7 separate regions of the Mus musculus genome follow, and regions 2, 3, 4, 5, 6 and 7 are each linked to region 1. Evidence: chromatin contacts called from public HiChIP or PLAC-seq, Micro-C and promoter capture Hi-C data. All regions are on one chromosome and are shown on one strand. Each heading gives the region's core, a stretch centred on a gene start, on an enhancer-like site or on the middle of the called end of the contact. The rest is flanking DNA. Distances are from core to core; before and after follow the strand shown. Region 1 holds the start of Cthrc1 (collagen triple helix repeat containing 1). Region 2 holds the start of Dpys (dihydropyrimidinase). Region 3 has its middle 16 kb from the start of Gm35248. Region 4 holds the start of Lrp12 (low density lipoprotein-related protein 12). Region 5 overlaps Dpys (dihydropyrimidinase). Region 6 holds the start of Klf10 (Kruppel-like factor 10). Region 7 holds the start of Azin1 (antizyme inhibitor 1).

Region 1 (3,108 bases), core at 28-2,527:
TTCAAATCTAAAAAAAAAATAATAATAATAAAATAAGTAAATGTCCCCTGTCCTTTATGTATCGCAGTGCCTGACAACCATATAGCTTGGTTTAAGGACAGAAGTTTATGATGTGCCAAAGACTACAAATCTATCGATGGCTGGCTTTTGAGTGGGACAGACAAACTCTCTGCCCTCCACTAGGTTTATTGACTTTTAGAGGGAAAGGTTTTAAGCAAACAGACTTTCCCACAGATTAGCCTCTCAGAAAGCCCTTGGGATATTTGCTTTCCTGGGAGCGCTTTCCTTCCCCTTAGCTTGAGTACAGTGTTCCTGACTGGTTAAGACCTGACTGCTCATCTGTTTTAAACAGATCAGGCAAAATGGGTCCTTGGAAGGGCTCCTAGTGGGGCCTTCATTTTTCCCCTTCAGCTTCAAAGCCTCTGACCACTCCTGGCTCAAGCTGTGGTCCTCTAAGGAGTAAACTGCAGTTCATATTTCCCAGGGAGATGACACAAAGTGATTCATAATCTTCAAGTTAGCTGAACAAATGCTTTGTGGGGGTTGTTAGCCTCTCCTCCAGGCAGACGTGGCCAGACCGTGGCCACTGGTCCTCACAAAGGACACGTTGCACAGCCTTGGCCCAGGGCCAAGCGGCCAGCTGGCCTAGGGTCTTCCTCGGGCTTTCTTTTGAAATCAACTGACTAACTCAATCTACTCCAGTTGCAGCCACAGCATCCCCCCACTTCTCCCAACGGTGGCCTCCCCTGGAGCCAGAAATTACTGGGCGACTTACACGGATTTGGGCATCCCACCTGACCCACGTCGGAGCATGTGGTGACCTCTCATGATCTCCCGTAGCGGTTCAAGACTCTGCTGCAGGCGTGCGTCAGATCCGTCCCCACACAGGTACACAGGCAGGACACTGAGGCACTCAAGCTTCTTAACGTGCTGCCCTACACTCACCCCTACGGTCAGCACCACCACCATCTATACTGATGCCCTCCCGGTGCGATCCTGGCTGAGTCTTCTCCTCCAGCACTGAGGTCAGGACCGACTCTCAGACTTACCAGGTCTACCACCTCCCTCTGCCGGATCAGCGCTTTTTGCTTCACCTTGGGGTTCTCAGAGGCGCTGATCGGTGCGGACAACTGTAGCAGCAGCAGCAGCACAAGGAAGAGACCGAGCAGCAGCTGCGGGGGGGCCGCGCGGCCTTGGGGGTGCATGGTGTGCGGTGGCTGCGAAGCGCGGAGCAGGAGGTAAAGGGGTCGGCAGGAGCCTGACCCTGCTCAGCGTCTGGCCCAGCCCTGCAGCCTGCCGCATCAATGCGCCTTTCACTGAGCGCCGCCCTCCCTTCTTCCCTCCCACCCCCTGGACGCCCGGAGCTTGCATACTGTTATAGGCCTGGGTCCCGGGTCTAGCCCGCCCCTCCTCCGCAGCTCCGCCCGCCCAGACCCCCGCGGGGTGCTGCAGAACCAGAGAGGAATGCAGAGACCAGGCAGGTTGACAGTGGTCAGAAACCACAGGTGGTGGTGGTGGGGGAATGGAGACCGCAACTCCTGAGTTTCTTAGAGGCACGTGTCTTAACTCGGCCTCAGGAATCACCTTCGTGTTCCTTCATTCCTAAAAAACTAAGGCTCATTATTTAAAAAAAAAAAAAAAAAAGTGACATTTGGGGTATTAAATGGAGAGAGCCAGAATATAACAGTCTATAAGAGTCCTATGACTCAAATAATCGATAGTGTTTGAGTGTTACCCCCTTCTAAACTCCAAAATGTAAAGCTTTGTTCACGTGGCCTCTTGGCAATCCTGTGGGGGACGATGCAGCCTGGAGTCTCCATTCATAGGTGAACTGAGGCTGGTAGAAAATAGCCAACATTCAGTGCTGGAGGTTCACTTTCACGTGCTTATTTCACATCAGATTAATATAGTTTGAAAAGTTCTATCCAACTTCAACCAGGAAAGCAGCCTCCAACTCTCTTAGGCACTCTCTGACGGGAAGCAAACGGGTGACCTACCTATCCAGGGAGAGGGAGAGGCGACCTCCACGCTCCCTCCATTCCTCCACGCCCAATCCCTAGTTTCATCCTGAGCTCTGCGCTAACTCCTGCAGCGGCTTCCACCACAGCCACCTCATCGCTGGTGGATCCCACAGATCTTCCCCTCCTAAATTCCCTTCCCCCACTCATTGCCCTGTCCTACCCTCCACCCCCAACTCCAGCCGGCACTCCCTGGGAACCCACAGGCCACACTGGGCAGGGACGCAGGTGGGCTAACTGCAGATCTTCACCTCTCCCTCTGCTTCTCAGAGTGGAACCCCTCAGTCTCAGCCCTAGGCTGCTTCTGCACCCATCTTCAGTGAAGCATACAGATCCCTGGCCCCCCACTTTCCTCCCGTCACTCAATGTTTTTCCCAAGCATCCAGCTCAGGCACACACTCATTGGGAACCTACAGGCTACCCCTGCACAACCAATTACAGCCAGGACGATAGGTCTCCACTAGAACCCACCAACCCTATCACAGCAGGCCCTGAGTATTACACCCTGGAAGCACACATAAAGACCTTAACATAGCCTATATGTGTATGCTAGAGGTCCTTAAAAAGAAAACATTAAATCCCTTAAAGAAGTCTATGAAAGCACAAACAATGGAAGGAAAGGAATACAGCCACTCAAGACCTGAAAGAGGAACTGGGATTGTTAAGGTCTTGGTAACTGTTACCCGTCTAACCTACCAGTTTGAGCTGTTCCTAATGTCACAAGGAAACTTTCTCATATGCTGTTACTTCTGTTACTAGGATGTTCTCGGAAACCAACACTTCCTGCACCTGTGTATCAGCCTTTATAGTATTTGCCTTTTAAGCTGCCCTTGGGATGGATCCCAACATAAGAGAGACACCTGTACCTATTTAGAATAAGACTTCCATTTTGAGTAGGGGCAGAATAAAGTTTAGGTTTCCAAGACCTCCCTGGGAACTGATATCCTACTTGACAGAAAGAGACATGTATGTGGAAAACTGATATCCTGGTTGGCAAGCTAAGACATGAATATAAGATGAGGCAAGTCCTCTGCCATAGTTGAATACCCTAACCAATAGGAGCAAAATAAGTACACAACAAAGACATGCT
Region 2 (3,360 bases), core at 822-3,321, 780 kb before region 1:
GTGACTTTTCTTTTGCACCAAGTGCCTGACCAGGAGCAACTGCAGGAAGGACTTGTTCTGTCTCACAGTCAAAGGGTCACACTGTATCTGCAGTCATGAAGCAGAGAGACGCAGGAAGTAGGACACCACCAAACCTTGAGGCATACCTCAAGTGACTCTCCAGTGAGGCTGCATCCGATCCAGACTCTACCATGAGCTGGATACCAAATGTCCAAGCTGAGGAGCCTGTGAACGATATTCCACATCCAAAGCAAGAAACACAAATATTCAGCCATGGCTCTTGTCTGACACGTGCCTCGCCTCACACAACGTTACACACTACTTTCACACACTTTTACACACAACTCCTTCCCAAGCTGAACTTCTTGACCTAGGAGGAGGAGCCAGGGATACAATGGTCAAGAGTCTAGAAAACAAACCCTATCTAGGCGCCAGCTCACTGCTCCAGACTTCGGGAGAGTTTCATTCTAGAAACACACCAGCAGTCTCTCAAGTCTATCAGGATGTAAAAGATCAAGGAAGGATGGGCTTGCAAACTTCTGTCAGCCTAGGTCTCCACATGGGGAGGACGAGGAGGATGGGGAGGACGAGGAGGACAGGGAGGACGGGGAGGACGAGGAGGACAGGGAGGACGGGGAGGACGAGGAGGACAGGGAGGACGGGGAGGACGGGGAGGACGGGGCCCTGAAGTGTCCTGCCCAAGCTTCATAGAGTTCATGCCAAAGCCAGAGTTTGACTTCCAATCCCAAGTCCGCATCTGTTTTCCTTCCACCCCTCAGTCTGCCTGTTCCCCCAAACTCCACACCCATCACCCATCCAGGCAGAAGCTCATTAGCAGGCTGGAGTGTTCTTTCCCACCACAGGGTCCCCCGGGGACCTAGAGTGTCTGCAGAAACAATGGCGTTTGGAGGCCAAGCTCCCCAGTGAGCATGCTTGTCCAGGCTTCTGACCCGAAGGTGTTGAGTAGGGACAGTGACTCCACCAGGGGACAGTCTTCCTAGTCTGGTAGCCTGCATTTTTCTTAAAGCTTACTCTCTTTTCTGCTCTATTTCTGCCTGCGAATCTCAGTGAGCCATTTCCTTCCCCTTCGCAGATACCTGGCAAGCCCCTCTTCTGCTAGAACTTTGAGTTAATTAAATGTGGGAAGTTTGTTCTGTGTTGTGTCATGATATAAAGTGTCCAAGATAAAGAAACCTTTGCAGTCGCTCATCCGGGCAGTTTCAGAGAGAGCCCCAGTGGCAGCAGGGACATCCAATCTCATGCTCCTGGTGGTGTTGACTTGCAAGCCTGTAGGAGTTTCATTGTGTATATAATTACCCCTTTCACAGTTGCACAAAGGTCCCTTGACAATAATTATATAACCTTCCTGAGGTTTTGGTGTTTTTCTTCCTGGCCTGACAGCCAAATCCATGGGTCTTTAGATTATCGGTGCGTTCTAATTTTTAATCGTTTTGAGGTGTGGATAGTCTGATGCATCAGGAAATTCGACACAAGCATCTCTCAAGTGACGCTAGATCACATCAAATTGAGAATGAAGATTAGCCATCATGCCGCCCTTGATTACCCCTCAAGCCTTCTCTCAGGCAGCTCCTTGTCTGCCAGCTTCCCTTGTAAGAGCCTGTCTCCCTGCTCAGCACATCTTCTCTGCTTATCCATCTGGAGACCAGAATCCCACACATGCCAGCACAACCTGCCAATCACAGAGACTGCAGTGGTTTGCTCTTGATTTTGAGTCAAGTGTGTTTGTTTTGAGGTGTTATTGTTGCTGGTGCTGTGCAGGTTCCTTCTGTCTTTTGGTGTAGACATTGTTCACCAAGGAACCAAGTGAATTTCTTTCTTTCACTAAAGTATCTTTGCCTCTAGGGAGGCAAGCCCCTGACTGCAGCTTTCAAATTCCAAGACCCCTCCCCTCTGTGGACTCATAAACTCAGTGGACACCCCGACTTATTGTAACTGGATGCTAGGGGTTGTGCTTAAGGGTTTGTCCAGGTCTGCGGCAGGGCAGCCCTGCCCTGAGGTGGAGCTACATCTCTGTCCTGCATTTAAATAAACCCTTGTACCTCACCTGCCACCAGAGATCTGCCCGCCTTCAGCCCAGCGGGAGAGGGAGTTCTGGCACAGTTCGTGGAGAGCTTAAAGGAAAGCCAACTTTGTTCGCAGTCCCCAGCGCCCTGGACCATGGCACCACAGGGACGACTTCTCATCCGCGGGGGTCGCATTGTCAATGACGACTTCTCACAGGTGGCCGATGTGCTAGTGGAGGACGGCGTGGTGCGGGCGCTGGGACGGGACCTGCTGCCTCCTGAGGACGCATCTCGGGGGCTGCGAATCCTAGATGCAGCGGGCAAGCTCGTCCTGCCCGGGGGCATCGACACGCACACGCACATGCAATTCCCGTTCATGGGCTCGCAGTCAGTGGACGACTTCTACCAGGGCACCAAGGTACCCAAACCACAGACCTATAATCTGGGGTCTCTAGCGGCTCCACCTCGTCCGCTCCTGCGCAGTAGTAGGGACTGAGGTGGAGTGAGACACTTGAGCTAGCTGTGGGCACAAAAGGACGCCCATCTCGGGTGAAGATACTGTATGCCGTGCTCTGTGGCCCCTCTGCTCTTCCTTTTGGGTTGTTTGGCACTCTGGAGGCCATCTCTTCCCTTTGCCTTCTTTTCTCTAGGCACCACCTCCTGGTGTCTGTAATTCTCTTTTGTCATGATAATCCGTGGGGGGTTGCAAAGCCGCTATACTGTCTATACAATTGGCTTGTTTGTTTTTCAAAATTGACCTTTGCGGCCTTTTCTCCCAGTTCTCCAGCCAACAAGCGAAAACTCCATTTACCTAGAGGATACTGCTGTGACTAGTGAGGCCTGGGTGAGTGGAAGCCACACAGAGATAGTCCACACTGGACGGAGCCCAGCCCTGTAGAAGTAAGATAGCCTGTCCAGGAGTTCCCTCCAGCCTTCACTCACACCAAGGTGACCTCTCCAAGCCCTTTTGCTACCTGCTTGCTCCAGGCAACAGTACCTGCCCGCTTTTAGTGATGTAAGCAGCCAGATCTAGACTGCAGAAGACGATGTCCTGGTCTTTGTCTAAGCGAAGACCAATGAAAGTTTTGGCCAAGGTTTCCTTGGAGCGTCTGAACCCACCATGGGATTGTCAAGGCAGCTTTATAGGAAACTGAAAACGTATCCCCCAAGCCTAGGCTGAAGATGTCAAATCCACAACATTTTTAAGTCTTGCCTCAAAGCCGCTTTGAGAGAAGAGGCTTCTTGCAAAGGGGAGGAGATACACTGATTTCAAGGCCAAGGTTGTTCAGGGGATTCCTCTCAGGACTGTGTCTAAACGCATCCAGCCGCAGAGGCC
Region 3 (3,177 bases), core at 442-2,941, 790 kb after region 1:
TTGATTTTTCTAATTTCTGATGCTCATTGTTATTGTGTGAACGTGTGTGTACATGATGCCTGTGTGGAAGTATGGGCGTTTGTGTGCCACAGCACACACGTAGAGGACAGAGGCAGCTTTGTGGAAGTGGTCCACTCTGAGCATTATGTGGGTACAGTAAATTGAACTCAGGCTTTCAGGCTCATCATGAAGCAAGCGATTCTGTCCTCTGAGCTGTATTGCTGGCCTTCAACCTGACTTTTCCAAGGAACTGTGTATCCTTTTCTAAAACTTAAATTTAGTTCAACAGGAAAATGCAGTGGGGTTCTGGTCTGCTTTGGGGGCTGGAGGTGCAGCCTGGCTGTGACCTTTGCTGCACTGCCTCACAGGCCACTCTTGGTTCTGATTGTGGTGAAGGTTGACTTCCAGGAGCATTTGAGGCTGCTTTTCTGACTCAAAGCAGCATTGCACTGCCCCCCTGTGGCTGGACAGGGTCATGACTCCAGGAGAGTCAATGGGTTGTGAACAGATGTGATTCCCCGGGGCCCCCAACTGCCAGAGTGGGACATTCTGGTTGTAAACCACCGCCTTAGCTGTCGCAGTGGCATGGATGTGACTGATCTAAGTCACAGGAACTTCTGGAATGGATGTCTTCATTCTGAAACCCCTAACAACGCTGCTCACCTGAAGTTTCTCATGAGCAGATGAGTGACAGGCCTTAAAGACAGCAAGAAAGGACAAGTGTGCACAGCTCCTGCGATGTGGTACCCAGGGGCTCTCATAAAGAAAAGCCTGGCCCGGCCCTAAGAAGCCGGAGGCCTAATGCTTTGGTGTTAAGTCTGTGGGTTACATAGTTACATAGTTAAAAGCTAGCCTGAACCATGTGTTGAGATGCCCAGGCTGCTGAGCAGGTAAAATCGTGACCGCATCCCCATATATTTTGTGTGAGTGTGTATGTGCACATTGATGTGTGTGCAGGTGCTTAAATGTGTGTTTTAGGAGAGCATTATGCAAGTATAGCTTGCATGTGTGTGTGTGCGCACATGCGAAAGCCAGAGGTCAACCTTGAGCATGTGTTAGTTCTTTTGTTTGTTTATTTATTTTTTTGAGACAAGGATCTCTTTACAGCCCTGGCCTCAACAATTAGGCTAGACTGGCTGGCCAGCAAGCCTCCGGAACTTAGCTGTCTCCGTCTCCCTAGCCCTGAGATTATAAGCACATGCCATCACATTTGGCTTTTTAAAAAAATAAATTTCTCTCTCTCTCTCTCTCTCTCTCTCTCTCTCTCTCTCTCTCTCCCTTATCTATTTATGAGGTCATGCATGCCTTGGTGCTTGGGTGGAGGTCAGAGAACAACTTGTGGAAGTCAGCTCTCTCCTCCCACTATGTGGTCTCCAGGGATCAGACTCAGGTCTTCAGGCTTGGTGGCAAGCACCTTTATAAACTGAGCCATCTTGGCGGCCTCACGTTCTTATGCTTGCAAAGCAGGCGCTCTACCGACTGAGCTATCCTCTACATTTTAAGAAAGGTTTATCGTGGTTACAAGCACAAGCTTTGGACTCTGGGTTTCAAGCCCTAATTGCACTACTTATTCGGGTGTGGCTTTGCAGGGGTAGTGTGGAGAATGAGGGTGAAGCAGAGGGGGCAGGGGCTCCTAACACAAGTGAGGACCACAGGAGGTGAGAACCACAGGAAGTGTGGGGGAGGATGCAGACAGCAGCAGATCCTCAGCTACTCCGTCCTACCCTCAACTGCTCCTTCTGGCCTCGGTATGTGTCTAACTCTCCTGGCTCCGATTTTTGCCTTTAAGGACAAATGGCAGAATTCCCTGGAAGACAAAGGCTCCACACTCGGGAGTGACTCAAGTCCTAAGCCCCTGGCCAAAAGCTGGGGCTTCCTCCATGCTGGAGTGAAGAGGTGTTGATGGTTTTTGGTTTTCTTTTCTTTTCTTTTTTTCTGAGTTTCCATTTTGTGGGGCATTGTTCCACTTTGTCTGCAGGCCTTTTTCAGCAACTGTGTAACAAATGCTCTTTAAAGACAGCCAGCAGTGGCGGCACCCAGACTGCCCTGCAGGGCTGGGCCAGTGTGCAGACACCCTGGGTGGTCGTTGCAGCTGTAACTACCGGGTCAACAGCCACTGAGGAAGAAAACCGGGTGGAAACTTGACCTTGGCCCCCAGCTACTCCACTAGTCTGGTTTTGCTGCTTTAGTGCTTAACCTGCCCAGGGGCTACATCTGGGATTAGAGTCTGCAGGCAGGGTTTTGGGTCAGGGCTCAGCCCTGAACTCCCAGGGGAAGAACGTTTCATTCCTGGTTCATTCTCCACTGCTTTGAAGGTTGAAAGCAAACTACTACCCCGCTTCTGAATCCAGCCTGGGTTTCCTCTTAGCTCATCCTGAACAAACTGTTTGACTGCCTGGAGGAAACGCCATGTTGTTTTTTCTCAAAGATGAAGTGGACACTACACTAATATTTACTCAGACAACTTTGTTTAAAGGATGGCTCAATGTGCATTTGAGTTGTATTGCAGAGCCAGGTGCTCAATAAACGTTAACTACAAGAGAAGGTGTGGCTGTACTCACCTGTGTTCACACTGGGCGGGGCACGGAGAACAGCAAGCAGTCTCAAGTCCGATGCTGACCCAAGCTATAGCAGATTCTAAGCTACTATGTGAGTACTTGTCTCAAAAAACATAAACAAACAAACACACATAAATTAATGTTAGCTTATGTTATCTCTTAAAATATTATATTTAATGGGGCTAGAGAAATGGCTCAGCGGGTTAAGAACACATACTACTGATCCTGTGGGGCTCTTGGGCATCCGGGATTCCAGTCCCAGGAGATAAGACCTTCTTCCAACAGACATGCAGACAAAACATTCATACACACAAAATAAAAATAAATCGAAGTATATAGTAAGTAAAACCATCAACATCATCACCACTGTGGTGTGTGTGTGTGTGTGTGTGTATGTATGTGTGTGTGCGTGTGTGTGTGTGTGCGTGTGGTGTGTGTGTGCACGTGTGTGGTGTGTGCGCGTGTGGTGTGTGTGTGTGCGTGTATGTGTGTGTGCATGTGGTGTGTGTGTGCGTGTGTGTGTGTGTGTGTGCATGTTGTTAGGTTTGCACAGTTAGGTGCCAAGTGCCTTTGCGTGCTGAGCCATGTGCCCACCCAGTACGTACTCTCTTACCACCTC
Region 4 (3,128 bases), core at 500-2,999, 870 kb before region 1:
ACAGATATGGGAATCCAGATGTTTTCAGCCAGACAGACACAAGGAAGGTCTGCAAAGAGAGAAACTACACCACTTTCCTATTTGCTTTAGAGATGGTAACATGGATTCTTATGTTTTATTTGAAAAGAACTAAAAATAGTTAAAGCTTCCATTTTAATTTCTAAGTAGAAGTTCTCCAGAGTCCTCATTAAAATTTAAGAAGGCTAAAGGGGCTTAGAAAACAAAAGATTGATTATTTGACAGTCGAAGAGGCCACTCAGTAGATGAACAAGTGTTTGTGGAGGAGTGCAGGCGAAAGGGTCCTGGGGGTGGGGGGCACCATGTGTCTCCTCTTGGGACAGAGTTCCTTGAATGGTACTGAAAGTGATGGGGTGGGAGACGAATGCAGTACAGTCTACTTTTTCATTGTGTTTGTGGCCTGACACAAATTCAATGAACAGAAAAAGCTCTGGGAAAAAACAAAAAACAAAACAAACAAACAAACAAAAACAGCGATCAGAGTGTAGTGTCATAAAACAAGGAATCATATCTGCTGATTGCAGAATCAGGAACAACAAAATTGCTGTGTTCTCAAAAAAGAATAGAAAAAAAAAATCCCGGTTCAGGACTTTTGTTTATTGCCATCTTGTAAAAGATTTCTTAAGCATTAACTTTTCTCTTCTGACATATAATTTCAGGGGGTCACTAAAGGGTCAAATAAGCAAGAGATACAGGAAAACTCTAATGTACCTCCCCAGGCATATACTAAAATTTAATGTAACTGATGGGTACTAAGCATTTTGCTTGAGTTTCCTGCTAGTGTGAAAGTGCTTGACTTTGGGATGGGGGAAACAAAGTCCGTAGATTTACTTGATAACTCCTTTGGGATAATTTAACCTCTTTGAGTCTCATTAGCTTATCTAAAACGTGGATAATATTCATCTCACAAGATTGTCGGGAAACAAAGATAGCCTGTGTCAACAGTACAGCATAGGGCACTGCTGATCTTCAGCGAATAGTGGACAGTGCCTGTAAATGGCAAGGACAGCAGGCAAAACAGTGCAGACGACACTTTAAAAAGGTGGAAGTGCCAGTGTGTCACTACAGACAGAAGCTCTATGGGTACTTAAGGGAAAGAAGTGTCATACTTGTTAGGAGCTGAGAAGAGGCTTAGGGCGGGGGGGGGCGGGGGGGGGTCAGGGATATCCCTCTTTCCACGTCCCAGGTCCACTCCACCCCACCCGAGTGTCAAAAGGGTCTCCTGCGTCTTCCCTGCCAGATTAGAAGCACAGACCCTGTAGCCCGGCCGGATGTATCCCCAGATCCTTTGGCTGAGATTCTACATCAGGTTATCCACAGGGACCTACGACCCATTCACTCTTTCAGAGCCAAATTCAAGCGGAGCCGGCAAGGTCGGGGGTCTTAGCAACGGACTTCTAAGTTCCCACCCCTCTTCCCTCCACGCGTAGCTCATCAGCCTAGAGGATCTCCGGGGAGGGCACAACACCAAGGCCGGGGACTGCGGCGGAGCTCGGTCAGAGCACATCCCCGCCGTCCCGCTCCCCCCTCCTTACTCCCCACTCCAGCCCTCGAGCCCCTGGAACCCAGCGGCCGGCGTTCGCGTGCTCGCACATCGATTGGCACTGCCTCGCTACTCCGGCTCCAGGCGCGGCGAAATCCGCCCGAGCTCGGCCGAGTCCAGGGAAGCGCGGGGCGGGAACCAAGACAGGCGGGCCAGGGGATTGCCGAGTGCACGGATGAGCGCCGGTGCCGGCTCGCGCTCAGTCTGGCGGGTGGCGGCGCCGGCTGGTTGTGCGGCGCGAGGCCGGAGCCCCGCAGTTGCCGGCCCTGTCGCCTGCGGCTGGCGCGCGCGCTGCGCGTCCCTGCCCCCGGGAAGGCCGGCCCGCTAGGGGCTCGCGCGACCGACGCAGGGCCGGCGGGAGGGAGCGCGCGCGGGCGGCCCCGCCCCTCCCCCTCCGCCGCCGCGGAGCGCGCAGGGAGCAGCCAGGGGCTCGGCGGCGGCGGCGTCTGGCCCCAGCTCCTCCTCCTCCATCTCCTCGCTCCCTCCATCTGCCGTGGGTATGGCCCGTCGCTGGAGCACAAAAGAGTCTCAGCGGCGGGGGTCGGCGTGGCTCTTGCTTTTCCTCGCTGGGGTGTACGGTAAGTGTCCACCTCCCTGCGCCCCTCTGACCGAACAAAGCTGGGGCGACCCCGGGGGCCCCCCGGGCCTCCAGGACGGGCTGTGCTTGGGCGACCCGGGGAGACCTGGGTTGCCGACGGGACAAAGACCCACGCGGGATGGTGCGGGGAGGGTTGTCTGCCCGCGGGGATGCTGGGGTCCTCTGGCCGCCGCCGATCCTTCGGAGCGATGGAGGCGGGCCGGTCCGAGCCAGGGGTCCCTGCGGAGCGACGGCGTGCGGGAAAACTCCCCAGCCCGGCGCGAGGCCCCCGGCGGCTCGCTCCTCTAGCGCTCGCTGCCGGCTGTACAGTCCTCGCGCACAAAGATGTGACCGTGAGACTACGAAGGGGAGGTCGCCTCCGGGACGGTCCTGTCCCAGATCCTTCCCGAGGCAGGAAGTTCTCTTCTCAGTGAAATTGCTGTCGTGCCCATCTCTCTTAGTCCCCATTCCCTCCAAAAGCACCCCGATTGCTTCCTTCCCACCCCTCCACCTCTGCGCCTGGGGCTCTGTGGGTCTCGGGCGTGTAGGATCTCGTTCCCCAGTAGCTGCACTGGAGAGAAGGCCAGAAAATAGTTTCCAGCCCCACCTCAGTCTTTCTCTATTGGGACGTACAAGTCTGCCTTGACTCCCAGTTCACTTATCATTTCATCTGTGCCCTCTGATGCTGTTGTGACTCTTGCCTCATTCCGGTCTGCGATCTGGTTAGGGACACTACTTTACGGATTGCAGTCTGATTGTGTGTCACGACCGTGCTTTGTATGAACTAGAACTAAAGGAAATTAAGAGGACTGCTCACCACTGAGACCTCAGCTTGGGCTCTGACTTCACCATTCTTAGTTCTCATGAGTTAACTCCTTGAATGGATATTGCAGAGAACACAATTAACATTTCCATTTTGGAGTAATGGTTTGATTTCTCCAGAAAAACAAACAGAAGCTACGGGGGGGGGGGCGGGTATTTTTACTTATA
Region 5 (3,404 bases), core at 821-3,320, 740 kb before region 1:
TTGCTCTTAATTATTGTACAGGATCCTTCAATAGTAACAGGATGCAGAGATGTATCCGTAAAAATGAGATTTTTCCAAGCGTGAGAGAGGATGCCCTGCTGGACTCCTTTCGTTCTCTTGAAGCAGACTTTGACTTCTGAGGCTGAGAGCTGTTTCTCAAGCAGAAGTAGCTGGAGCGTGAAGAGAACTGCTCTCCTGTTGTGCTCTCAAACGCACTCTGGGCTGTTTCGCCTTGGAGACAGGTTCTGAGAGTCCAGGCTATACTGGTCCTTCCTTTGGTCCAGGAAGAGGAGAGGGAATATAAGATGAGATAGTTTACTCTCAGAAGGGATGTGTTAAAAATACCGTTTGACAGCCACCAAACCCAGACACTATTGCATATGCCAGCAAGATTTTGCTGACAGGACCCTGATATAGCTGTCTCCTGTGAGGCTATGCCAGTGCCTGGCAAATACAGAAGTGGATGCTCACAGTCATCTATTGGATGGAACACAGGACCCCCAATGGAGGAGCTAGAGAAAGTACCCAAGGAGCTGAAGGGGTCTGCAACCCTATAGGAGGAACAACAATGTGAACTAACCAGTACCTCTCATTGTTGTGTCTCTAGTTGCATATGTAGAAGAAGATGGCCTAGTTGGCCATCATTGGGAGGAGAGGCCCCTTGGTCTTGCAAACTTTATATGCCCCAGCACAGGGGAACGCCAGGGCCAAGAAGTGGAAGTGAGTGGGTAGGGGAGCAGGGTGGGGGGGGGAGGGGTATAGGGGACTTTTGGGATAGCATTTGAAATGTAAATGAAGAAAATACCTAATAAAAAATTTTAAAAAAATGAAGCCGGGCGTGGTGGCACACGACTTTAATCCCAGCACTCGGAAGACAGAGGCAGGAGGATTTCTGAGTTCGAGGACAGCCTGGTCTACAAAGTGAGTTCCAGGACAGCCAGGGCTATACAGAGAAACCCTGGCTCGAAAAACAAAAAACAAACAAACAAAAATACTGTTTGAGAGGTTCAGAGCAGAGCGGTCCTGCATGAGGCCAGAGGGAGGTGTACTGTCACGTCACGTGGGATGAGAGTGGGCAGAGGATCCGTACCCGAGAGTCGAACTGAAGCTGAGGCAGAGTAAACTCAAGCACGGGGGAGGAGCAGGCGTCCAGGCTGCCTGAAGAAAGAAGAGAAGGCAGCCAGATGGCCTCCAATGTGAATTGTGTCTGTCATAGACTGAGCTGAATGTTCACAAAGTTAGCCTTGTGGAAAAGAATTATTTAATCAAGGGAAGAAATGGATTTATCCTACGATGGTGATTTTAACATTAGTTACAGTCCAGTGTTATATATGATTTCTGTTTTAACATATAATTAGACACTAGATGTTTTACTGCAAAATTCCTCAAATGCTTTTAGCATAAATGACAGAAGACGGCAATGTGCATTGAATCCCATATCCTGAAGGGGGCGCCCACAACCCGCACTGGGCTGCCCGATCTGCTGGTTATGTAAGGAGGCAGCCTCCTGAGAGAGGAAGCGATTGCTAACGCTCTGGGGGCTACATGGTACCTAGATGTTTCTGTGTGTTTGTTATTCCTGTTGGTTATTAACGGCACGTAGAAAACAGTGTGCTTGCCACATAGCCTGCTGCCCTAAAACCGGGTTTCATTAATGTCACCAAAGGAGGTCAGGAGAAAGAAAAGCCGGGCATCCACACTTTTCTCCTTCTGCTGCTTGTTTTGTAAATCTATAGAAGCTGCATGGTTCCAAGAGTGAGGCACTGACATCAGTGTGCTGATGGATCTCGAGAGAGGACTGGGAGTGGGCGTATGAGGGGAAAGGTAGGAAATCCTGATGAAAGATGACCTTAGACATAACAAGCCTGTAAAGAAAAAGTCCCTGCAAAACCAACTGCAATACCTCCTCTGTGTCATTGCACATTTAAAAAAAAAAAAAGGCTGCATTTAGTGCAAAGAGAACATTATCAACTTTTTTTTTTCTGCTTTGGAAATGAAGAGTCCCCTGTATTCAGTTTGACAGCTCATTGAGCCTGTGTCTATCTCTTGTGACAGAAGTGTGTGCCCTGTGCTTCACTGCTCCGGTCAAAGCTTTAGAGTTAAGGACATAGCCCTTTATCTAGTTGTTTGGCCTTTTTTGGGGTAGAATATTCTGGTACTTAGCTTATAGAGAAGAAATCAAGAGTGTGGGTTTCATGTGATATTGAAACAGAATTTTAAGGTGTCATATGGTTGAAACAGAGATCAGTCAAAATGGCCAACCTGTTAAAACTCTGATCAGAGAAAGGGGAATGTGAGCTGCCTGCAGGTCTGCAGGAGCAGCAGCAACTCGTGGTCTGGCAATTTAAGGCTCTCCTTTGAGCTCTGGTTCTTTGGTATTCATTAAAGAGCACTTAGTTACTATGGAAACTGTCCCTTTTCTGTATTTATGAGCTACAGGGCATCTCACAGCATCTCAAGCATACCAGCACAGCTGACTACTGTGTGCATTGAAACATTTGATGAAGACTTCTAGCCGCTCTGTATTCTGCAGAGGAGGCATATTTTTGTTTCCAGTTATTTGGGGTTTATTATTTTTTTTAAACTCAATTACAGCAAGCTTTGACCTTGCATTCACCATTCTGGAAGGCATTGTGCTGCCTCTCCTGCTTAATTTCCGTCCTTTTCTCAGTGTAGATAGAGATAAACGAATTTAACTTTGTATTCAGTGAAGAGTAATGACTTGAAGATTATGAATGTGCCCCTGGGTTCTGCCTAGGAACCTTTGTATGAAATTGAGCAGGAGAGGGATGGTTCTCTAAGGGACATGGAGCAATAGGGAGTAAAAAGCATCATGAACCAAACAGTGAAGCTTAGGGTGTGTACATAGGGTCATATCATCAGGGAGAGCTTCAAAGAGACCGCTTGGCATTTTCCTTGGAGAAAACTAGATAACTCATTGTGTGCTATCTAATTTCTGAACTGTAATTCTTGTCTTCTTCCTCCAAAGAAGTATATGCATACACATGAGAGTGCACACACACCACACACACATGCACAAGCACATACATAAGCACACCTAAGTACACACACAAGCACACACACAAGCATACACACACCACACACACAAGCATACACACACCACACACACAAGCACACACACACCAAACACAGACAAGCACACACACAAGCACACACACAAGCATACACACACCACACACACACACACACACCACACATATACCACACACATAAGCGTACACACACAGAGAGAAGCACACACACACACCACACACAAGCACACACATAAGCATACACACACCACAACACACCACACACACAAGCACACATACCACACACACACACCACATACACACCACGCACACAGCACACACACAAGCATACACACTCCACACACTCAAGCA
Region 6 (2,988 bases), core at 123-2,622, 780 kb after region 1:
CTGCTTTAGCCCTTTTAGCCCAGCAGGCTGAAAAAGCCCACAGGAGGGCAGTGACTTTTGTCTCATGATCTGCCTGTCCCAGGGAGAAGATAAAAATCTCTAGTTTGCTTTAAGCCCCGTTATCACTCCCTCCGGCTCCAACAGCTGCCGTGAACCCGCACAAACGGGCGAGGGGGCGGGGCAATAGGGCGCCAACGAGGAGCCAAGAGCTCTCAGACTAGGAGGCTACAGCCTCAGCCGGGCTGCTGCACCCACAAGCTGGCTTCCCTAAGAAGCTCAGCTTGCCCTCAATCCCTGGAGCGGTGGAGGGGGCAGGGACAGGAACTCGATGTTTGACCGGGTCAGGAATCCCACCTGCAAGCATGCTTTCCTCACCCCATCCCCTCAAGCGGTTTCTTGGTAGGGCGTCGGCGAAGACTGTGGTCCCGCGGGTGGGGGAAGTGGAGTCCACCTTGGAAATAGCTCGAACATTGTATTTTAAACTTCAACTACATCAAACTCAAACTCGATTCTGCCACCGAGCGTCGGGTCTGGGGCTCCCTGCCACGCCACTAGCTCTTTGGTACCGGCTTCCCTTAGTCCCCACTCCAACCGCCCAGAAGGACGGGAGGGACGCGCAGAGGCGGGCCCTGCTGCTAGTGCCTGTGCTGCAGATGGGAGGACGAGCCAGCGCCTGCCGCCTTGGGCGTGGGCGGTGAGTGCGAGCAGGTGTCTGTTCCGTGACAGGGCTCCCGCCGCCACCATCTCGCCCTGGTTCTCCCCAGTCCTCCGGCTTAGAGTGACAAAACCCGGCAAATGCTCAGAAATGCCGCTCAGTGGTTCATCCATCCCTTGCTTCCACGCAAGACCCACGAGAACCACGCTGCCAAAGAACGTCTGGTGGCTCGGAGCCGCGCTCGCAGCCTCCGCCTCCGCCTCCTGCTCGGGGTCCCGCCCACTCCCTGGCGGGCCCAGACGCTGTGGGCGCGAAGGGGACTGGGCGGAGCGGGCTTCCCTTCCCACCCCCCACGTGGGGCCGGCTCTCCGCAAAGCCTAGTCGCCGCCACCGCGCCTCCCAGCTATGCCCCGCCGCCGGCGCCGCCCCCGGGCATGGGCGGAGGACTGAAGGCTAGGGTTGGGCGAGGGGCGTCACGGAGTCAGGTGGTCCCCGGAGTTCCCCGGGGCTGGACCGAGGGAACACGGTGCCTCGGGTTGTGTACACGCTCCACTGACAGAGCCTCTTGCAGCCGGGCAGCCGCTGATCACGCGTGGCTCTGCCAGCTCATTGGCTGAGGCCTCACACACCTTTGCCGCTGATTGGTCGACACTAGGCCCCGCCCTCTACCCCGCCCGCGGCGCGGGGCAGGCAGAGCGGCTACCTGCACGGGGAGGGGGGCAGACAGCGCGGAGCGCGGTGGCGTCGACGTCTAGTGTCTCAGTGCTCCCGTCTGTGGCTAACTAAGCAGCCAGCAGCCAGGCAGCTCGCGACCTGCGGCCAGGCAGCCAACCATGCTCAACTTCGGCGCTTCTCTCCAGCAAGCTTCGGTAAGTTACCTGAGGATGCTGGTCCTTTCCTGCCGGTCAGTGTAGGGGAGCCAGCCGGAGCGCGAAGCATGAGCCCCTAAATAAGCCACGCCTGAGAACCCAGGCTGCAGCGGGGTCTTGCAAGGGATTTCCTCCCTGCAGGCTGGAATATCATCGAGGGCATGTGCAAAAAAAAAAAAAAAAAAAAAAAAAAAAAAAAAGGGTCGGAAGAAGCCTGGGACCTGGACCAGGGGAGAGCGATCCTGGGTATCCAGGAGACAAGGAGGACTCTCAGGGAGACCCCAGGAGACGAGTGAGCTGGAGGGGCTGTCTCCCTGGAAGCGCGGTTTAGATGGAGGGGGCGCCCTGCACCTGGCTCTGGCGGGAGATGCCCCTGTCTGCACCAGGAATGCGACCCGGGGTGACAAGGACTACTCACGGTCTGCCTAGCCGAGAGGAGGGCGCCTGCTCTTCGGGGGAGGGGGAAACCCTGCCAGGTGGAGACCGCGGGGCTGGGCTAGCCCGGGGCTGGGGGAGGGGATGGCCGGCTTCGCGCGGGGTATGGAAGGCACGCGGACTCTGCGGCCGCCAGGGGAGCCGCGGCGCCCCCGCAGACGTCGGGAGGGGACTCCCCATCCGAGGCGGAGGCAGGTGGCTGCCTATAGATTACTCTTGGCAGGGGGCAGGGTCCTGCCTTGGAGCCCGACAGCTTGGCGGGGGAGTCGGGACCGCGAGACGCGGGGGCCGCGTGTCGAGGCGGGAACCGTGGGGCCGCGCGCCTGGAGCCCGTGCTGTGGGCGCCGCACGTCTGGGAGCCTGCAGAGACTGCTTGCGGGGGCTCAGGCTGCCGGAAACAGCAGTCGGACGAATGCTGCAGATGCGGGTAGGCTGAGGTCCCGCGGGCCGAGTGGGCGGAGTGCCCCAGGCTCCGGCCGCTCCCCGGAGGCGGCGAGCAGGAGGAGGGCGGCGGTCGGGCTTCCGCGGGGACCCGGCCCCACCTCCCGCAGCCGAGGCGGAGGCCAGGGATGGGCGGCGAACGGGTGCACCCGGGGAGCTTCTCGTCCCCGAGTGACCCAGCCCCGGCCTCCGCCAGGGGCGGGAACGAGGCCCGGCCCTGCTGTCGGTTCCTAAGGGAACCGCGGCTCGGAGGAGGTGGAAGGGGCGGGCGACTCGGGAGCCGACACCGCCCAGCCCTCGCGCCGCCCGGCGCGCACTGGCGAGCGGTTGGCGGCGGCGCCCGCGGCCCCTCCCCGGCCGAGCGGGGGCGGGGGCCCGTGCTCAGGAAGTAGGGGAAAGGTGACGGCGCGGCAATTCCCAGTTCACGTTTCCTGCGCCGCCCGGAGCAGTCGCTGATCACGCTTTGTTCACATGCCTCGCCCCCTCCTCCTCGCGCCCCCACCCTGCCCGCCCAGCCAATCCGGACGCGGGCCGCGGGCCGGCCGGCCAATGGCAGGGGCGGGGCGCGGGGACGTGCGCGCGGCGGGC
Region 7 (3,243 bases), core at 526-3,025, 560 kb after region 1:
CTTGTAATACTCTCTACCTCTGAAACATTCTGGCCTTACCAAATCTGCAAGAGCTCTTCCTTTCTTTCTGCCTTGGTGATTTATTAATTACTGTACCGATTACAAGATAAATGGAGTGAAAGAATGTGAAGGAGAGAGGGTTCAGGGTCTTACTTTAAAAGATCTTACGTTGAAGGGGCATCATAAATAGGGTAATACACGACTGTAATCTCAATCCCCTTAAATTGAGGCAGGAGACTTGCTATTTGGAGGTCAGTTTCAGCTACAGAGAAGTGCCCTGTCTGCCTGTCCCTCCCCTTCATTGTGCTGAGTCTGGAGTTGCAAAGATTTAGCAGGCTAGGACTGACTGCTAGTGATAAAATGGCCTTTGGTTTTTCCTTTTTCCAGACAGGGTTTCACTACGTGTAGCTCAAGCTGTCTAGAAACCAGGCTAACTTTGAACTCAAGAGATCCATCAGCTTCTGCCTTCTTATGCTGGGATTAAAGGCATGCACCACCTCATCCAGCTAGAAAAAGGATTTTAAATATAAGGGGAGGGGGGAGGCTACATCCGTCATTTTACTTTAGTAATAAAAGTTTATTAAATAATAGAGAATAGAGAAAAAACGGCCGGGCAGTAGTGGCGCACGCCTTTAATCCCAGCACTTGGGAGGCAGAGGCAGGCAGATTTCTGAGTTCGAGGCCAGTCTGGTCTACAGAGTGAGTTCCAGGACAGCCAGGGCTATACAGAGAAACCCTGTCTCGAAAAACTGAAGAAAAACAAAACAAAACAAACAAGATTAGAGAGAAACCCTGGTGTGGTGGCACGTGCCTTTAGCAGGAGCACCTAGGAGCACCTATATACCAGGCAGAGTTCAAGGCTAGCCTGGTATATAGAGGGAGTTCCAGGACAGCTTGGGTTGCACAGAGAAAGCCTTTCTGGAGAAACAAAACAAAAGAATAAAAAAAAAGAATGACTTCAAACGAGAAATGCAGAGGATTAAAGAGATGTGCCTTTAAGTCATGTAACTTCAGCAACACTGGCCCCGCTTTAATAGGGCTGGGTCTGACTGCATCAACCCTTTTTGAAAATGAAGACAAAGAAAGAAAAGCCACATTTAAAAAAAAAATCTACTGCACCATATTGCAACATGCGAACACGGAGGAACATTCTGGTACGATCAAAGCCTCAGTAACCACACCGGACTGGTTCTTGCTGGCCACGGGGAACTCATTTTCATAACGGAGCTCCGCAACCCATGGAGAGGCGGGAACCTCTCCCTCGGAATACAGTCCCCGGGCATAGTATACAGTTGTTACATAAACTAGTGCACCGAGAAAGCCCCGTGATGGCGCACACCCTCCTCTCCTAAAATACTGGAGTCGGTAAGCCGAGGACCCAGGACGGTCCCGAAGGCTGCCGTCAGCATGGACTAGCTGCCGGCTCACAAAGCGGATCGTTGGCTGCTAGCGTGGCGCGCAGGCGCCGCAAGGGCGAGGGCGCGATCCGCGATCCGCTGGGCCGCGCGCCCTCTGCCCCGCCTACGAAACTAGCAGCCCGCTGGGGAGCGGCTGCAGCGCGAGGGCGGGAAGCGAGCGCCGGGCCAGCACCTGCCAGGCCCGGTGGTCCCGCCCTTCGGCCCCCTAACTGCACAAGGCTGTCCTTCCCCTTCCGCCCCTCCCACATTCCCCGGCGGCACAGGCCCCACCCCCGTCGTGCGGCCGACCGGCCGTCTGTGACGTCAGCAGCCCCCGCCCCCCTGAGTATAAATACTGGCGTCTCTGGCACCGCCTTCCCACACTCTCTGGCTCAACTCTCGCCGCGGTGTTTCCGTTTTTCTCTCTGGTTGTCTCCTGCTCTGCTCTTCTCATCCTTCTCGCTCTGCTGCTCTGCGGAGTGACGAGGCTGAATCCTCTCCCCACCCAGTTCGCGCCTTTCTTCTTTTTCTCGCGCCGCTCCATTTCTCCAGTTCGGCTGCCGCCGCCACTGCTGCTCAGCTGGTGTCGGTGCCGCGCGTTTCCCCCACGTCGTCCCCGCAGCCTATGGCCCAGGCCGCCTTGGGTATTTCTGCTCAAGGTAACCACATCCCTCTTTAAAAATTCCGCCGAAAAAGAGAAGACGCTTTACCCGACTCTTTGGGCCGTTATCTCACGTGAGTACCGGACTTAGGGGCGCGGGAGGGTCCGGCGCCTGGGCTGGGCCACGCCGCCCTCGGTGTCCCCGCAGTGCCCCGCAGCCGGCGGCCTCGAACATGGCGGCCGGCGGCGTGTGTGGCGGCTGCCGGTGGCCCGGGCGGCGGCCGGCGCCTCGCGACCCAGGGCGGCAGCCGACAGCCGCGGTTGAGCGAGGGGGCGTGTGCGCGTGGGGCCGCGCTCGGGGGCAGGCTGGCGGTGGTCGCTGTTCCCTCTCGGCGGCATGCGGCCCCCACCCCACTCCCGTGGTGCATTGCTGTTTCCGGGGAGGGGGTCCGGCGGCAGCCTGGAGGGCTGGGGGTCCCATCGCCCTCTCCCTGTCTCAGTGCCTGCAGGGGGTTGTGGTGCGGAGTGGACGGGCTGCGGCGGCCGGGGCTCCGGGTTATGAATGGAGCGGGGCGGGCCTCGAGCCGGCATCTGGTGACAGCTGGGAGGAGGCTGGATTCTTGCGGGCGGGAGAGGGGGTGCGGAGTGCGCGCTCCCCCTCTGGCGGTGGAAAGTTGACCTCACTCGGGGCCGGCGGCGGGGAAGCCCCGGTGTCAAGTAGCAAGCGAATAGGCCTTTGGCCCTTTCTGGAAACCTCGGCGCTGCTGACCCGCCCCTGCGGCTCTCCTGATTGGGCCAAGTCGCTTTCACTTACCCCAGTCACCTCCTGAAGCCTGGAGATTAGTCACCATGGCTTCGTTTTCTGGTCCTAGCTGTGATCGCGGGGCAGAAAGAGGGCGAAGGGTAGGTTGATGCGGCTTATCAAGGACTCTGTTGGCTGCCAGCGGTTAGTAGTGTTTAAACGTTTTATGGTATTAAGTATCATGAACGTGTGTTACTGGCTGAACGAAGCAAGCAGTTTACACTGTTTACAGCCTCAGGATGTTTGAACAGATTGAACTCAGTTTTGTGGTGGATATCTTAGGTTGTTCTTGTCCTGTGGTGTTTTACCATTAATATATGCACAGCCTGGGTGAGAGCTGATTAACTTCCTCAGGAAAGGACTATGAGAACTAGGCCCGACAGGAAAGCAAGCTTGGTACCAATAAGCCCCGAGGAATTCACAGGTAATAAGTAGGAAAGGGT

What was found. Promoter capture Hi-C pulls out the DNA fragments that hold promoters and counts their contacts. Hi-C and Micro-C count contacts between places; a contact is called where the count stands out from the background. HiChIP or PLAC-seq counts read pairs in DNA pulled down with a chosen protein or histone mark.
Region 2: a promoter capture Hi-C map of embryonic stem cells shows a contact between it and region 1, with 3 times the contacts expected there. The contact joins the promoter of Dpys here to the promoter of Cthrc1 in region 1. A contact is called at or near these places in 3 of 39 promoter capture datasets (embryonic stem cells and hippocampal neurons).
Region 3: a promoter capture Hi-C map of pre-B cells shows a contact between it and region 1, with 7 times the contacts expected there. The contact joins the enhancer-like site here to the promoter of Cthrc1 in region 1. A contact is called at or near these places in 6 of 39 promoter capture datasets (the C10 cell line, embryonic stem cells, hippocampal neurons and 3 more), 2 of 484 Hi-C or Micro-C datasets (embryonic stem cells and erythroblasts), 4 of 115 datasets of contacts at active chromatin or transcription factors (astrocytes, bone marrow-derived macrophages, large pre-B cells and 1 more) and 3 of 9 other capture datasets (adipose tissue, embryonic stem cells and liver).
Region 4: a contact with region 1 is called in an H3K4me3 HiChIP or PLAC-seq map of forebrain, with 5 times the contacts expected there. The contact joins the promoter of Lrp12 here to the promoter of Cthrc1 in region 1. A contact is called at or near these places in 2 of 115 datasets of contacts at active chromatin or transcription factors (bone marrow-derived macrophages and forebrain).
Region 5: a promoter capture Hi-C map of stem cell-derived epiblast-like cells shows a contact between it and region 1, with 3 times the contacts expected there. The contact joins the enhancer-like site here to the promoter of Cthrc1 in region 1. A contact is called at or near these places in 5 of 39 promoter capture datasets (cranial neural crest, embryonic stem cells, hippocampal neurons and 2 more).
Region 6: a contact with region 1 is called in a Micro-C map of embryonic stem cells, with 4 times the contacts expected there. The contact joins the promoter of Klf10 here to the promoter of Cthrc1 in region 1. A contact is called at or near these places in 2 of 39 promoter capture datasets (embryonic stem cells and pre-B cells), 1 of 484 Hi-C or Micro-C datasets (embryonic stem cells) and 3 of 115 datasets of contacts at active chromatin or transcription factors (astrocytes, bone marrow-derived macrophages and large pre-B cells).
Region 7: a contact with region 1 is called in an H3K4me3 HiChIP or PLAC-seq map of embryonic limb bud, with 4 times the contacts expected there. The contact joins the promoter of Azin1 here to the promoter of Cthrc1 in region 1. A contact is called at or near these places in 9 of 39 promoter capture datasets (the 3T3-L1 cell line, the C10 cell line, cranial neural crest and 5 more), 2 of 484 Hi-C or Micro-C datasets (adipose-derived mesenchymal stem cells and embryonic stem cells), 3 of 115 datasets of contacts at active chromatin or transcription factors (embryonic limb bud, embryonic stem cells and pancreatic cancer cells) and 1 of 9 other capture datasets (adipose tissue).

The regions. Positions count from the first base shown.
Region 1 is chr15:39,075,101-39,078,208 of GRCm38.p6, reverse strand. It overlaps Cthrc1 (collagen triple helix repeat containing 1), which reads right to left and starts at 1,277. Exons shown (of 4, transcript NM_026778.3): 1 at 1,050-1,277. The coding sequence starts at 1,205.
Region 2 is chr15:39,856,181-39,859,540 of GRCm38.p6, reverse strand. Dpys (dihydropyrimidinase) reads left to right here and starts at 2,071. Exons shown (of 10, transcript NM_001164466.1): 1 at 2,071-2,442. The coding sequence starts at 2,179.
Region 3 is chr15:38,281,330-38,284,506 of GRCm38.p6, reverse strand. No RefSeq gene overlaps it. Among named protein-coding and RNA genes, the nearest start is that of Gm35248, 16 kb to the left of the region's middle. Within about 2 kb of position 1,691, at least 79 of the 459 cell types and tissues checked have an H3K27ac peak or open chromatin away from gene starts, as enhancers often do. A contact at or near this core is called in embryonic stem cells and pre-B cells, where this site is marked.
Region 4 is chr15:39,942,615-39,945,742 of GRCm38.p6, reverse strand. It overlaps Lrp12 (low density lipoprotein-related protein 12), which reads left to right and starts at 1,749. Exons shown (of 7, transcript NM_172814.4): 1 at 1,749-2,139. The coding sequence starts at 2,061.
Region 5 is chr15:39,815,312-39,818,715 of GRCm38.p6, reverse strand. All of the region lies in intron 7 of Dpys (dihydropyrimidinase), which reads left to right. Among named protein-coding and RNA genes, the nearest start is that of Gm16291, 20 kb to the right of the region's middle. Within about 2 kb of position 2,070, at least 69 of the 459 cell types and tissues checked have an H3K27ac peak or open chromatin away from gene starts, as enhancers often do. A contact at or near this core is called in hippocampal neurons and liver, where this site is marked.
Region 6 is chr15:38,299,095-38,302,082 of GRCm38.p6, reverse strand. Klf10 (Kruppel-like factor 10) reads left to right here and starts at 1,372. Exons shown (of 4, transcript NM_013692.3): 1 at 1,372-1,524. The coding sequence starts at 1,489. The region is part of intron 1 of Gm35248 (a long non-coding RNA gene); the gene reads right to left.
Region 7 is chr15:38,517,798-38,521,040 of GRCm38.p6, reverse strand. Azin1 (antizyme inhibitor 1) reads left to right here and starts at 1,775. Exons shown (of 12, transcript NM_018745.5): 1 at 1,775-2,132.